3 separate regions of the Rattus norvegicus genome follow, and regions 2 and 3 are each linked to region 1. A link is a contact called in public Hi-C data. All regions are on one chromosome and are shown on one strand. The core of a region is the stretch at or near the end of the contact, and the rest is flanking DNA. Distances in the headings are between cores, read along the strand shown. Region 1 holds the start of Gtf2e2 (general transcription factor IIE subunit 2). Region 2 holds the start of Ppp2cb (protein phosphatase 2 catalytic subunit beta). Region 3 holds the start of Rbpms (RNA binding protein, mRNA processing factor).

Region 1 (4,757 bases), core at 855-3,354:
TCATATTATATACTATGTACCACCAGTGCTCTAGAAACAAAATCTGGGCAGAAGTTAGAGAGCAGATTTAGGCTCAGTAAAGAAGGAAGAAGGGAAAAGGGAAGGGATAAGGGAAGGGGGAGGGAAAGAGGGAAGGGAGAGGGAAAGGGAGAAGGAAAGGAAGAAAGAGGGGAGGGGATCAGAACTGCTATAAATGAAATGGTGTATTTTAAAAAACCAGTGTTCTCTTCTTGAGAAAGCTGGATTAAGGTATTAAATGTCTACAAAAGCTGAGCATAGTGGTGCACAACTTTAATCTCTACATTCTGGGAACAGAAGCAAGCTGATTTCTGTGAGTTCAAGGTAAGAATGGGCTACATACAGAGTTCTAGGACAGCCAGAACTACATGGAAAGTGTTCATTTACGGTGGTAAGACCATTCTACAGAGGCTCCTTGACTTTCAATGGGGTTATACCTGATAACCCTTTCATATACTGAAAATATTTTAAGCCGATAAATTCATTTAATACATTTTTTGTACTGAACATAAATGCCTAGCAACCTGGTACACAATGGAGTATCAACTATGCCTTTGTGATATCAACTGGGAGCTCAATATGGCTGCCCAGCATCATTAAAGGACAACACTAAGTCACTAGCCTAGCAAAACATCACAACCTCAAGTTCAGTTCTTACTAAGTATTGCTTCCACATCTTCAGGGAAACTGAAGCATCTAACTGGTTCCACATGCATTGAGTTCCTTGATTAAAATAGGAAGATAGAGACTGGAGATATAGCTTGAGAGTGGCATGTGGCAGTGTGGCACGTTCAATCTTGATCCAGAAAAAAAAAATACTCATAAGGAAATTTCCTTACTCAGTGTGAATTTCATGTAAGAAGAGTTTGAAGAGTTCCTGTTATGAGTAAAACACCTGCTTCTCTCAGTTTCAATTCCTAACATCAAAGCAACAATCTGCGTAACTGTTCTAAATTCAATTTTCTCCCTAAGTCCGGGAAAGGGGGGGGCACTATTAGTGTTGTACATATTTGGCCCAACTGTAAAAGTGAGGAAGTATTTATTAAAGATTTTTTTCAAGAGTAATTGTTATTTTGGTTGTATTGGGTAAGAAATTAACATTAACTATTACTATGCAAGTGAGGAAGGTATAGGGAGAAGGGAAAGCATGAAAACAGTAAGACAAAATTCACAAGTGAGAAGACTGAGGAAACAGGCAGTTTGCAACAAATTAACAAATAAAACCTGAATGGGAGAGGCACAACTAAGGTCACGGGTGGAAGAAGTCATGTGCCCCAGTCCTGGAACCCTAGCAAAGCGCTCTAAAATAAGAGACCTCTATATACCAACAAAGGCACCCCGAGCAAGCGGTTTAGTTTCCAGGGATTCAAGTAACGTTTCCTCCTTTTGCAACATCTGTTTTGCATGGCGCATCTCAAGGCTAACCTGTGTGGCAGACAAACTATATCCCACGTCCACGTTGGTCAATCAAAACCCCCGGATCAGGATATACGACTGAGAGTTTCACAGCGGATAGTACCGGGAAACTAACATTTAAAATCTTCAGGCTCCACTGTCCAGTTCTTTCCCACCCCAGAATCTGCAATCTTCCAGCCTGTCTACTCTGTCTCTGGCTTCTCGGCTCGCCCTGACACCAGAGCACACCACAAAACGGACAGCAGAGTTCAATCTGGAAAATGTCTCTCGACTCCTCAGAAAACACACAACTCAAAAGTTAAGCAGCATTAGAAAAAGCAGGGGAGACACCAGTCGGGAGGGGACGCCACGGTGCCCCCAACTCCACACAGACTAAAAACCTAGGGGCTCAGAGGCGGTACAATCCGCTCGCCCACCAGGAATCTTCCCGGTTTCCAACCCAAAAGTTTGCCTTATGGACGTCCGGCCTAAAAGACAATGCTGGCTAGAGCGAGCCCCTAAAGGGGATCGGCTTGGAGAACAGCTTGGCGGCGTGGCGTTCACGCGCCTCCCCTCGGAAGCCGCGTCCCGCCTCAGGGTAGCGGAGTCTCACTAGGGACTCGCCCCTTCGCCCGCCGCCGCCGTGGCCCCTACCTCAGCACCCGCAACCCGCGCCGCCTCCTGGCCTCCGCCTCAGTCGCACGCACTCACGCACACCCGCCCACCGCGGCCCCACTTCCCGCCCCTCGTCAGCGCTTCCCCGCCGCCGCGCGCGCCCAGCGCAGACCTGCTGAGGGGGTCGAGCCTCCGGCCTCCGAGCCCGAGGCGGCGACTCAGTCCCGGCTCCGCCCTCCACTTCCTGGTGCGGCAGCTGGACGCTTGCTCCCGGCAACCACCGCGAAACGCTGCTCCGAAAAGCGCGTGCGTCACTGTGTGCTCCGCCCTAAGTCTCCATGACGACCGGAGGGCGCTCAGAGGCTACCCGCCACATTAACGTCACAGGTTCTACTTTAGAGAACAGGAAGATACTTTCCTTGGCACAAAGAGCTTAGGACCAGCTCCTTCAGTGGGCTCTGGAATCTAACCCAACCGGCAACATTACCAATATTTTATGATGGGGGGAGGGGATGGGTTATTTTGGGTTTTTTTTTTTTTGAGCAAGGTCTCCCAGTGTTGTCTGGTTGGCCTGGAACTTGAATTCTAGACTACTTTGACCTCAAAATTGCAGAAATCGTTCTGCCTCAGCCTCGCAGAGATCGTTCTGCCTCAGCCTCCCAAGTGCTGAGATTACAGATGTATGCTCCATGCTAAGCTTTTTTACTTTATCTTAAATACTATTCACCAGAACCTTTAACAGTGTGGCGGGTGGGGGGGCGGGGGAAACAGTCTAGCAAAGGCAAAACTCAACATAGAATTCAACTTCTGGATTTCAAGCTCAAAACTTACAGCTCAGCTTCTACCCTTCGAACGCCGGCTTTTCATACCTGTGAACTGTCTTTGATCTTTGGACAAAAAGATGTGGTGCAATGTTTGGCAACAACAACAAATAATAATTGGCCCATCCTGCACCCTTCCAACTATCCTTTCCTTGTTTGTACAACTTAATCCAGTGTGTGAACATCCCATAGCTGTAGTGTATTAGTACTAGATACCTTGGGTCTTAGTTTTGTCGTCCATCCTCCCCACCCCCATAGGATACTAATGATGCAGAAACTAGCTATGTTTAACTACATCTTTGTCAAGCCCAAAGGAGACTCTAATTCCCTAAACTTCAAATGACAGTCCAAAGATCCATAAATGAACTCAGCCTGAACTATAGGAGGATTTCTAATGATCAGACAAAGACAGCATTCCTCTGGAATCAGTGAAGCTGATTCCTATCTAGAAAAAAAGACTCATTTCCCTTACCTCCAGCAAAAGAAACATATGGCTCTCGACACATCAGCATAACAAGGTGCTGTCAGCCTCCAGGCTCCCTCAGTCCTTACAAGCACTTAACACATTTCAAAGCCGGCTCACCAGTCTCCTAGCCCTCCTCAACCAGCAGTTACTCTTTCTTGTAGCCAATCCGTTTTTACTCCTCAGCTCCTGCTGCTGCTCTTCTCAATATGCTTGCCCGGTTTTCTATCTGTGGCCATTTTCCTTTTTCTTGTAAACAGCCCTGGCAAGGCCCAGTCTGCTTTCTCTCTCTGCCCTGGACTCTCCCAGATGCCTCTGGCTGTTCACTCCCTCCTCTCCAATAAACACCTTAACCATATAATGGGGTGGTCATGTTGGCAGTTTCTTTACTGTACCCCTCTTGCATACATCTGGTGCCAAACGTGAATACAATCTTAGAGTTGCCGTTTCCGTGATGAAGCATCATGACGAAAGCCACTTGGGGAGGAAAAGGTTTCTTTCAGCTTACGCTTCCAAGTAAGTCATCACCGAGGGAAGTCAGGGCAGTAGCTAATGCAGAGGGAATGGGGTTGGGGGAAGTGCTACTTACTGGCTTGCTCAGCACGCTTTCTTATAGAAAAGGAGAACCTCTTACTGTGAGGTCCAAATTGAACCTCGCCTGGGATCCCCTGAACGAGAACCACAGAGAAAAAAGCCAGGGGAGTTTAATCATTCCAACATGTTGGGGTCATATCACTTCAAGGGAAAGACGACCCCAAGCAGATTTTAACAGGATACCTTGCAAACAGTTGGGGCAGAATTCAAACAATGGTAACCAGGCAGGGTACCATGCACATTTGGTGGAGTGAAACAACCTTCAGATCAACTCAAGACTTTCAGCTGGGAGTCTGGTAGCTTTGTGTGACCATTTGGCTTGCAGCTGTTCCAGGGACTAAACCAGCTCTTTTCTTCCTGGAAGTGAGGGGTCCTTGTGCTTGGAGGTTTGTGGTGGGAATTTTCCCATGGGCCCCAGATCGGCCCCAACTCTGGCTCTGCCTCCCGAGTGCTGGGATTAACAGTGTGCACCACCATGCCTGGCAACCTGGCTAGTTTTAAAGGGACAAATTGCAGCTAAAGGAAGCATGTAAATGGGGACAGCCCGGAAATTAGGTTAGCAGGGGGAGGGAGGTTTAGTCCAGAAAAGCCTAGGAGCTAGTGTGGGGACTTTGATGTGTGTTACAGGTGTGCGTTGCTAAGGGACCAGATGCTCCACTGCCAGAGGTGAGCCATAGAGGCAGAAGGGAAGCAGTGCTCTTCCTGAGAAACAGAGACCCATTCATAATTTTCTGGGAAATGCAAATTTTAGGCCTTTGTTTATCCACCATCAATCCTTCTGTCTACGCTGTCAAGAGTTCAGCCTGAGCTGAACCCAGACTGTCATGTATGACATTGGCAGCAGCACTGCC
Region 2 (4,166 bases), core at 1,124-3,623, 130 kb after region 1:
CTGTGTGCTGAAGGTAACGGGAAATGCACAATGTACACAAAATCTCCATTGAACTACAATCACCAGAAATCTCACTAAAGCAAGAGTGACGCCCGCCCGAAATAAGACCAAAGCACATCCTTTCTCATTCAACATTCACCCAGGGCGTCTTCCAGTAAGGACTGTGAGTAGTTCTTGATTCTTCCCACCCAGAAGACTGTTAAGCAGCATCCCTGCCTCACAGATAAGCACCAGATGTGCAGAGACTGGCAGTAGCTCGCCATGGGGCAGCACTGAATTATGATTGGCTGAACTTAAACAGGGGATGGAGGTGGCTCGGGGGTTAAAAACCTGTACTAAGCCAACAAGTGACTCCTAGGACCCCCCCATCGCATCGGTGGCTCCTTACAGAGACAGCTCCAGGAAATATGACACCCCTGGCTGGCTTCCTTCCTCAGGTTTCAGCACTAAGTATGCAGACACCCAATTAAAAATGAATAAATCTGTTGAGGATTTAGCTCAGTGGTAGAGCGCTTGCCTAGGAAGCGCAAGGCCCTGGGTTCGGTCCCCAGCTCCGAAAAAAATAAAAAGAATAAATCTTTAAAGCTATTATAGGGCTGGAGAGATGGCTCAGCAGTTAAGAGCACCCGACTGCTCTTCCAGAGGTCATGAGTTCAATTCCCAGCAACCACATGGTGGCTCACAACCATCTGTAAGGAGATCCGATGCCCTCTTCTGGTGTATCTGAAGACAGCTACAGTGTACTTATATATATAATAAATAAAATAAATCTTTAAAAAAAAAAAAAAAAAGCTATTATAAAATGGGCCTAGACCACCAGGTGGAAGAAAACTGAGGAACACAGGTATACACAGGCACGTGCCCACAAAGGCATACCAGAGTCATGAAGAGGGCATGAAGCCAACCATTTTTTCCCACTAGCACCTCCATCCTATGGGCTCTAGGACAAAGAAGTGGATGACACTCTGAACTGGTGCAGATATGCTACGAAGAGAGACCCACAGCCTAAGACGTCAGCTCAAGAACACTGTATGCCTCAGTGGTAGAGCGCTTGCCTAGCCCTGGATTCGGTCCCCAGCTCCAAAAAAAAAAAAAAAAAAAAAAAAAGAAAAGAGAAAAAAAAACAAAAACAAAAACAACAACAACAAAAAAACAACAACACTGTATGCTGCTACTAACTGGTAATCCAGCTTACTTAGAAACTGAGTTTTATAAAAAACCTTTAAAAGGCTCATAAATCCTCCTAAGAGCTTAAGATTCGAGTGCGATACTTCACAGCCCTGGTAAAACCTTCTGTAGGAGCGTGTCCTAAAATTATTAGGATGTCGAACGGAAACACTAAACTGATTCAGCCACCTCTCGGTTTAGATCATCAGGTTTGGATGTCACAATTACAGAAAGGTTGACTGACTCAAGATCCAAACTGGACAGACAGCTCAGTGGTGCTCCAGCTTGAGAGAGATCACCCAAAGGGTTACCTTTAAGACCTAAGGAAATTACGGGTTATCACACAAGAGGAATAGCTAACTGGGACGATAACACAGTTTCTTTGGGAGAAACACCATTTTCTTCACAGTTCTACTGAAAGAAAGAAACTCCCCTGTGTTAAGTAGTTAACTTGGTCAACTTGAAAAATACACTAAGGGTTATTACGTCTCTCCCCGACTCCCAATCCCAAGAAAGGAATGCCTGCAAATCAGATGGACACAATCCTTTTGGGTGTGTGTGTGTGTGTGTGTGTGTGTGTGTGTGTGTGTACACGGGGGTAAAAATGGAAGTAACTTTCTGTAACGTGGTCTCTCATAAATATAGCACACATCCCAGTTATCTTTGCCAGTAAACGCTGTTTCCAAACTCAACACCTGCTGCCTTCTTCCTGAAAAAGAAATCACTCTCAAGAGCCGGTCGCCCGTCAAGACCGAGCCTTTTTCACCTGCCTCCACCAAACTCAGCCTGGGAGAAAGCTCTGCCTGCCATCACGCCCACTAGTCTGCAAACAAAAGCTTCATGCACTCCGCGGTTTTCGAAGGGCCCGGTTCACCTGCGAACGACCCCACGCTAACCAAGTCTCGGTGTTAACGACTTTCAGGGCAGTTGCCCGTGGACCCAGGGGACTGCAGCAGCCTGACTTTCGGGGGCTGGGATGGGGTCCCGCACCCCGTCCCACACTCCAGGCCGGGCCAGGGCCCGTTTCCCCCGCGCGCGCCTCCGCGGCGGGCCGCCTACCTTCTCGCACAGCGTCCGCACTTGGTTCTCGTTCAGCTGCTTACACTCGTTCAGCTGCTCCACCCACTGGTCCAGCTCCTTGGTGAACGCCTTGTCGTCCATGGCGGCGAGCCGCGCGTCCCCGCCGCCTCCCCCGCCGCCGGCCCCCGGCGGGACCACCGAGCCGCGGAGCGCGCAGCCCGCGCCCCGCCCAAGCCCAGCGGGCAGCCGCCGGCCCCGGCCTCCGGGAGCGCCCGCCCCGCCCGGCCCCCGGCCACGCGCTCGGGGCGCGGCAAAGGGCTCACGGCTCGGAGCGCAGAGCGCGGCGCGGCTCGGGGGAGGCTCCGGCCCGACGGCGCCCGCCCTCCCGCTGCCGTCGCCGCCCGCAGGCCTCTCCGCGCTCTGGCCGCGGTTCTCTCGCTCTTTCTCTTCCCTCCCTCCGGGTTTCCGTCATCGCCCCGGCATTTCCGCCGGGAAAAGGAGAGTGGGCGGTGCCGGCGGGCTCGGCGCACGAGGAGGGGAGCAGCGCCCTCGCGCGGCTCGGCGGAGAAACGGTCCGAGGGGCCTGGGGCCAGCATCCTTCTCTGGTTCTTCCTGCCCTCTGGGAAGTGGGTTCTTGCCTTGGATCTCTCTCGGCACAGGGAATTGGGATGGTTGGGCTTTATCCTCAACCTTTTACTTCCCTAGTACATGCACTAAATGTTTATTGAGTAAATTTCTACAGATTTCTACTCTGAGCAGTAAATAGTTGCGAGGCCCTAAATCTCGGACCCTTTATCTTTCATCAGAAAGATAATTTTTAACAAAGGATGTATTTACATTTATGTCTCGCGTGCGCAAGTGCTTTGGGAGGACAAAAGAGAGTGTTGGATCCCTGGAGCTGGAATTGGTAGTGTCTGGTGCTAGAAATCAAATTTAGGGCATCTGTAAAAGTAGTAAACATTTTTTTTCTTTTGGTTTTTCCACACAGGGTTTTTCGGTGTAGTCTTGGCTGTGTTGTAAGACCCCATAGTGGCCTTACCTTAAGAGCGCCACCCAAAGAGCACAGATTGACAAAGTGACCGCTGCAATAGCATGAGGGTATAAGATTTTTTTTTTCTTTTAAAGATTTATTTATTTATTTTATGTACAGCATTCTGCCTACATATATGACTACAGGCCAGAAGAGGGCAACAGATCTCATTACAGATGGTTGTGAGCCACCGTGTGGTTGCTGGGAATTGAACTCATGACCTCTGGAAGAGCAGTCGGAGCTCTTAACCACTGAGCTATCTCTCCAGCCCCGGTATAAGGCTTTTAATCCGTGTACGTGGGGTTGCTCATCCACGCAGGGAGAGGCAACCCCGAACCCAAAAAGCACACAACTTTTATTCATTACAGAGGGCAGACTTCAGCAACAGGGTTAACTGGCTCATTCTCATTGGTGGTACACAGGACAAAGGATCTTGTCAGGTATTGACTGGCCTGCTCAAGGGGCTGTTCTTGGGTCAATTGGTCTCTTTCCGCATCCAGGCCTACACCTGGCCTTGGAGAATGACTGGGAAAGGGCTAAGTTGGCAAGTCCCTTAGAGGGCAGGGGTGAAGTGGGTGGTCGGGCAGGGTCAGGATGACATCTTTCGGTGGTTCTCGGAGTTTACCACAGGGAGGGGTAGGGGGTCTTTCTAAGAACAGTTGTTTTTTGTTTGCTTGTTTGTTTTTTTGTCTTAATTAGCTTAGTCAGAATCTTGATCACCAAAACTTTATCATACCACTGGGCATCCCGACGTCAGATGAATCTCTCAGAAAGGTCACAAGTTGTCACAGGCATCCTGACCACCACACGTATTTCTCAAAATCTTGTTTTTATAGCTTTGTTTTTCACATCTGTGAAACTTTATTCCTTCAGCTGTTCTGGAACTTGCTGTGTAGACCGGACTGGCCTCTTAACTCAAGAGATCCACCTGCCTCTGCCTCCTTACTGC
Region 3 (4,224 bases), core at 1,395-3,894, 210 kb before region 1:
TGTGTAGTGACCATTTTTTTTCAGGGTTTTTTATTTGTGCTTTTTTTTTTCCCTTTTCTTTTTTTTGAGAAAGCGTCTTTTTGTGTAGCCCTGGCTTTCCTGGAACTTGCTCTGTAGACCAGGGGCTGGCTTCAAACTCAGAGATCTGCCTGTCTCTGCCTCCTGAGTGCTAGGATTAATGGCATGTGCCACCACTACCTGGTGTGTTTATATTCATTAAAAATAACAGTGTCGGGGCTGGGGATTTAGCTCAGTGGTAGAGTGCTTACCTAGGAAGCGCAAGGCCCTGGGTTCGGTCCCCAGCTCCGAAAAAAAAGAACCAAAAAAAAAAAAAAATAACAGTGTCTGCAATGTTTTAGGCACTGTCTAGATGTTGGGAACACTCAAAGATGCCAGGCAAGGCTCCTCTCACAGGATTTATTATTCTTTCTCACACCAGAGGTTGCTAACTTTGTAACAAAAGACAAAGTTCTGGTTTGGCTTCAAGACCACAAATAAAATAAGATAAAATAGAATAAAATAAAATAAAATAAAAAAATCAGGTTCTACTTCTGGAGTTAAACCACTGTTTTCCTGGTGAGAGAACTACCCATACTACAACCATACAACCTTATCTACCTTCTTCTAAATGGGCTCCGACTGGAACCATTAAGGACGAGCTTGTCATTTTTTCTTGGATTCTTGCCAGGCCCCTGCAAAACAATGTCTCTCTGTGGAGTGTGTTCAGTAACAGGCAGGAATAGCCAAGGAGGGCAAAGGGCTGGTTCTACTGGCCGGTTCAGCCACCCAAGCCCACCACTCACTCATCGCTCAGGAAGACACTGCCCCCTGGTGGTTCCTCTTATAACTGAATGAAAAACCGGCCGAGCAAAAAGTTGCCAATCAACACAATCAATAAATCAAAACACGGACAAAGTTTCTGATCACTGCAGTTTTGCTTCTGAACTTTTCCGCCGCTGTTCCAAAGACTCTTGGTTCATTTCCTCCCAGGAAATATAGCACCTTTGTTCCTATAGAGAGCAGTGGCATTGCAACAGCAACTTAAAACATTCTTTTCCTTCAGAAACTTTCCCACATCTCCAGATCTGGTCAAAGAAAACTTAGCTGAAACCAAGTGTCACTATAGATCTTCACTTCGTAACGCCTTTAAAAGCAGAAGAACAGTGTTGCGTGTATCCTGCTTTTTATAATTTGAACCAGGACTCAGCGGTTATGTTGCCTTGGAGTTGTTTGGGGTATCTTGTCTCCACAACACCACTTTGAATTGCCTAAAGACAGGGTCCTTATCTTCAGCTCCCACCCGCCCCCTCCTCACCCCACCTCCAACCGCACTCAGAGCAGGGAAGGGTAAAGAATGTCGAGCAGGGAGAAAGAGATAAACATTTAAACCAAGCCATAAATGATAAGTCGTGATTGGTGCGGCAAGCCAGACTAACTTCCTCAGAGAGACAGGCACCATCTACTACTGAGCCGTGGGTTTTAAAGGTCTGTCCAAACTAGTCACGGTCTAGAAGCAGACAGGATCTATTGTTGGAAAAGTTCTGTAGGACCAGGAAAATGGGAACTTCCTTAATAATAATGCTAGCTTCCGCCTATTGTAAACCACAATTGTGCAAGTATGAGTTTAGGAGTGGAGGCTCGCCCCAGCTATAATCTCTAAAATCCTGGGAGATTATATATATGTATATATAATATATAATATTATCATCAGTGGGAGAATATGTATGTATGTGTATGAAAAAATATATATACATTTCATAGATGAGGAAATGGATCTATGTGGTCATCCAGTGTTGGATAATTGTTTTGCTTCTCCAGAGGTAAATGTCCTGACCTTTGAGGGGCTGTGAGGGATTTTCAGTTAACAAGTACATATTGAGGACCTACTACGCTCCAGAACTACACTCCAGGTAGCCTACTTAAGTTGTGGCAGAGTGAAAAAGATAAACAGGACGCAGTTTTGTATTCCAGGAAGGGGCTCCCCGAAGAGTGAAGTAAACAAAACGATTCCAGAACAGTCTGGTGCCGGCTGTGCGAGTCTGAACAGGGGCGGCCGGAAGCCTAGAGAGCGATAGCGGCCGAGGTTGGGGGGGGGGGGGGCCGGGGGAGGCTTCGCTGGACTCCGGCACCCTCAGTGGGGTGGCAAGCGGTCTCCTGCAAAAGCGAGGCTCGGTGGTGGGCTGTCCCACGTGTCCGTCACTTTTCGGCCCGGGAAGAACCGAGTCTTGTCGGGTACTACCAAGGAGGGTGGGTTTGGGTGCACATCCGTCGTGAAAAGCCAGCAAACAAAAGTAGTGCGCTCCAGTCCATGCGCCCCCGCAAAAGGCTTGCCCCCCACGCCCCAGTCCCCTCCTCAAGCCGCCAACCACCGCTGGTCTGCCCGGACGCCTAGGTCCCAGGGGTTGCAGAGAGAGGGGGCGGTCCAGACCCTTCCTCCTGCCGTCCCTGCGGCCTCCTGACCCCGGTGACCCCCCCCTCCCAACCCAGCCCAATACTGGGGTCGACCGCTCCGCCCCGCGCCCCTCCTCCCGCGGGGGGCTTCGCCGTCCGGAGCCGCGTCCCTCTGGGCTGCGGCTGGCTGCGCACGTCCAGGGAGGGCGGAGGGAGGAGGGGAGGGCTGGGAGGGGAGGGGAGGAGGGAGAAAGGCGAGAGAAAGCGCGCTGCGTGCGGCCCCGCTGCCCAGAGCCTGCCAGCTGCGCGCCCTCGGCCGCTCGGGTCCTAACCGCGCCCGCCGCCTCGCCTCCTCCGCCTCGGCCGCGTCCCGACTCCCGGGCTCGCCCGGCCTCTCGGAGGTCCCCGCCCGACTCCGCTCTCCGCTGTGCCGCCCGGCTCCAGCCCCGCAGCCCGCCCCGGGGGGAAGGTAGCAGCGGGCGAGCGCGCCCTCGCCTCCAGCCCCGCGCCCCAGCCCCGCGCGGCGACGAAGGACCGGGAAGATGAACGGCGGCGGCAAAGCCGAGAAGGAGAACACCCCGAGCGAGGCCAACCTTCAGGAGGAGGAGGTACGGAGGGGGACTGGTTGGGGGGTGCGGGGCGCACGGGCGGGGGGGGGTGGTTGTACCACGGGACGCGGCGTCCCGAGGGCTCCCGGCTGAGTCCACGCGCGTCCGCGTGCCTCCCATGATTGCATAAGTTTTGAGGACTTTCCCGAGACTTTTGTAAGTAGAATGCTCAGCTTTGTCTACCCGGGATGTTGAAAGCGGAATCGAGAGCTGACTCCCGGGTGACCTCAGATGATTGGGACCAGGGAGGGTCAGGACTTGGGTTCTGCGCCTTGCGGCTGGAAATTGGGAAGGAGGGAGGGAGGTAGGGTGAAGCTAGAAACTCTGGGAAAGTTCTCGGTAAAAGATACTTCCGACCCCAGCTCCCTCCCCTCCCTCCCTCCCTTCCTCCCTCCCTTCCTTTCCGTGTTAAAAGTTCTGGGTGAAATATCTTCTTAGCTGAGACATTTTGGATTAATAGATAACTCATCAGCCACATTCTTCTGCGATGAGTCCGAGACCCCCGCCGAACCTGGGAGATGTCGAATGTGGGGGTGGGGGTAGAATAACAAGGACTAAAAGCTTTGGGTTCACCAAAGCAAAGGTGCGTGGGGGGTGTTTTTTTAATAGGGGAAAAAAAAAACCCACAACTTTATGTGGCACACTCGGAATGATGATAGAAAACAATTTGCAGCTGTGGTGCGTTTCTCATTGAGAACGCCGGTGTGTACATGGGGGCTCGTGAATTTTGTCGGTTTTGTGATATCCTGTCTCGACTTCACTCCTGCTGCTAGTGGGTTATCTGGAGTCCAAGAAATTGTGTTTATCTTTTTTTAAGGTCTCCCAGAATTGAGTGCAGAAGCGGAGACTGCCCATCCCACTCTAATGTAAAAAGTGTTCTTAGAGGTAATTTACATCCTAATAAAGAGGATGAAAGCGACCCGAACTGACGTCCAAAGCAGTTAGCATGGTGACAGTATTTAGACACTTGTGCAAACTTAGACCGAGAGTGAAACCAAACATTGAAAGAGTTCATCCATCCACCCAACTCCCTGACCCGCGGGAACTATCCACTGGTAAAATGGGAACTGTTTAAACGGGGAAGACAGGAGAGATTAAACGTATGCGAATCAGTGCAAAATAGAGCATACCACACTTGGGAGGTGGTGCGCCCTAAATGAATGGGCTAGCTGAAAATCGCATCTCCACCTGAAGAAATTACCTATTTTATCAGCAAATACTGCTT

The links. A called contact is a pair of places that touch in the nucleus more often than the background predicts.
Region 2: a contact with region 1 is called in a Hi-C map of mammary epithelial cells, with 2.6 times the contacts expected there. The contact joins the promoter of Ppp2cb here to the promoter of Gtf2e2 in region 1. A contact is called at or near these places in 2 of 12 Hi-C or Micro-C datasets (Schwann cells and mammary epithelial cells).
Region 3: a contact with region 1 is called in a Hi-C map of kidney, with 3 times the contacts expected there. The contact joins the promoter of Rbpms here to the promoter of Gtf2e2 in region 1. A contact is called at or near these places in 2 of 12 Hi-C or Micro-C datasets (Schwann cells and kidney).

The regions. Positions count from the first base shown.
Region 1 is chr16:65,150,197-65,154,953 of GRCr8, forward strand. It overlaps Gtf2e2 (general transcription factor IIE subunit 2), which reads right to left and starts at 2,105. Exons shown (of 8, transcript NM_001107318.2): 1 at 2,068-2,105.
Region 2 is chr16:65,280,010-65,284,175 of GRCr8, forward strand. It overlaps Ppp2cb (protein phosphatase 2 catalytic subunit beta), which reads right to left and starts at 2,374. Exons shown (of 7, transcript NM_017040.3): 1 at 2,227-2,374. The coding sequence starts at 2,328.
Region 3 is chr16:64,939,965-64,944,188 of GRCr8, forward strand. Rbpms (RNA binding protein, mRNA processing factor) reads left to right here and starts at 2,645. Exons shown (of 7, transcript NM_001271244.1): 1 at 2,645-2,999. The coding sequence starts at 2,934.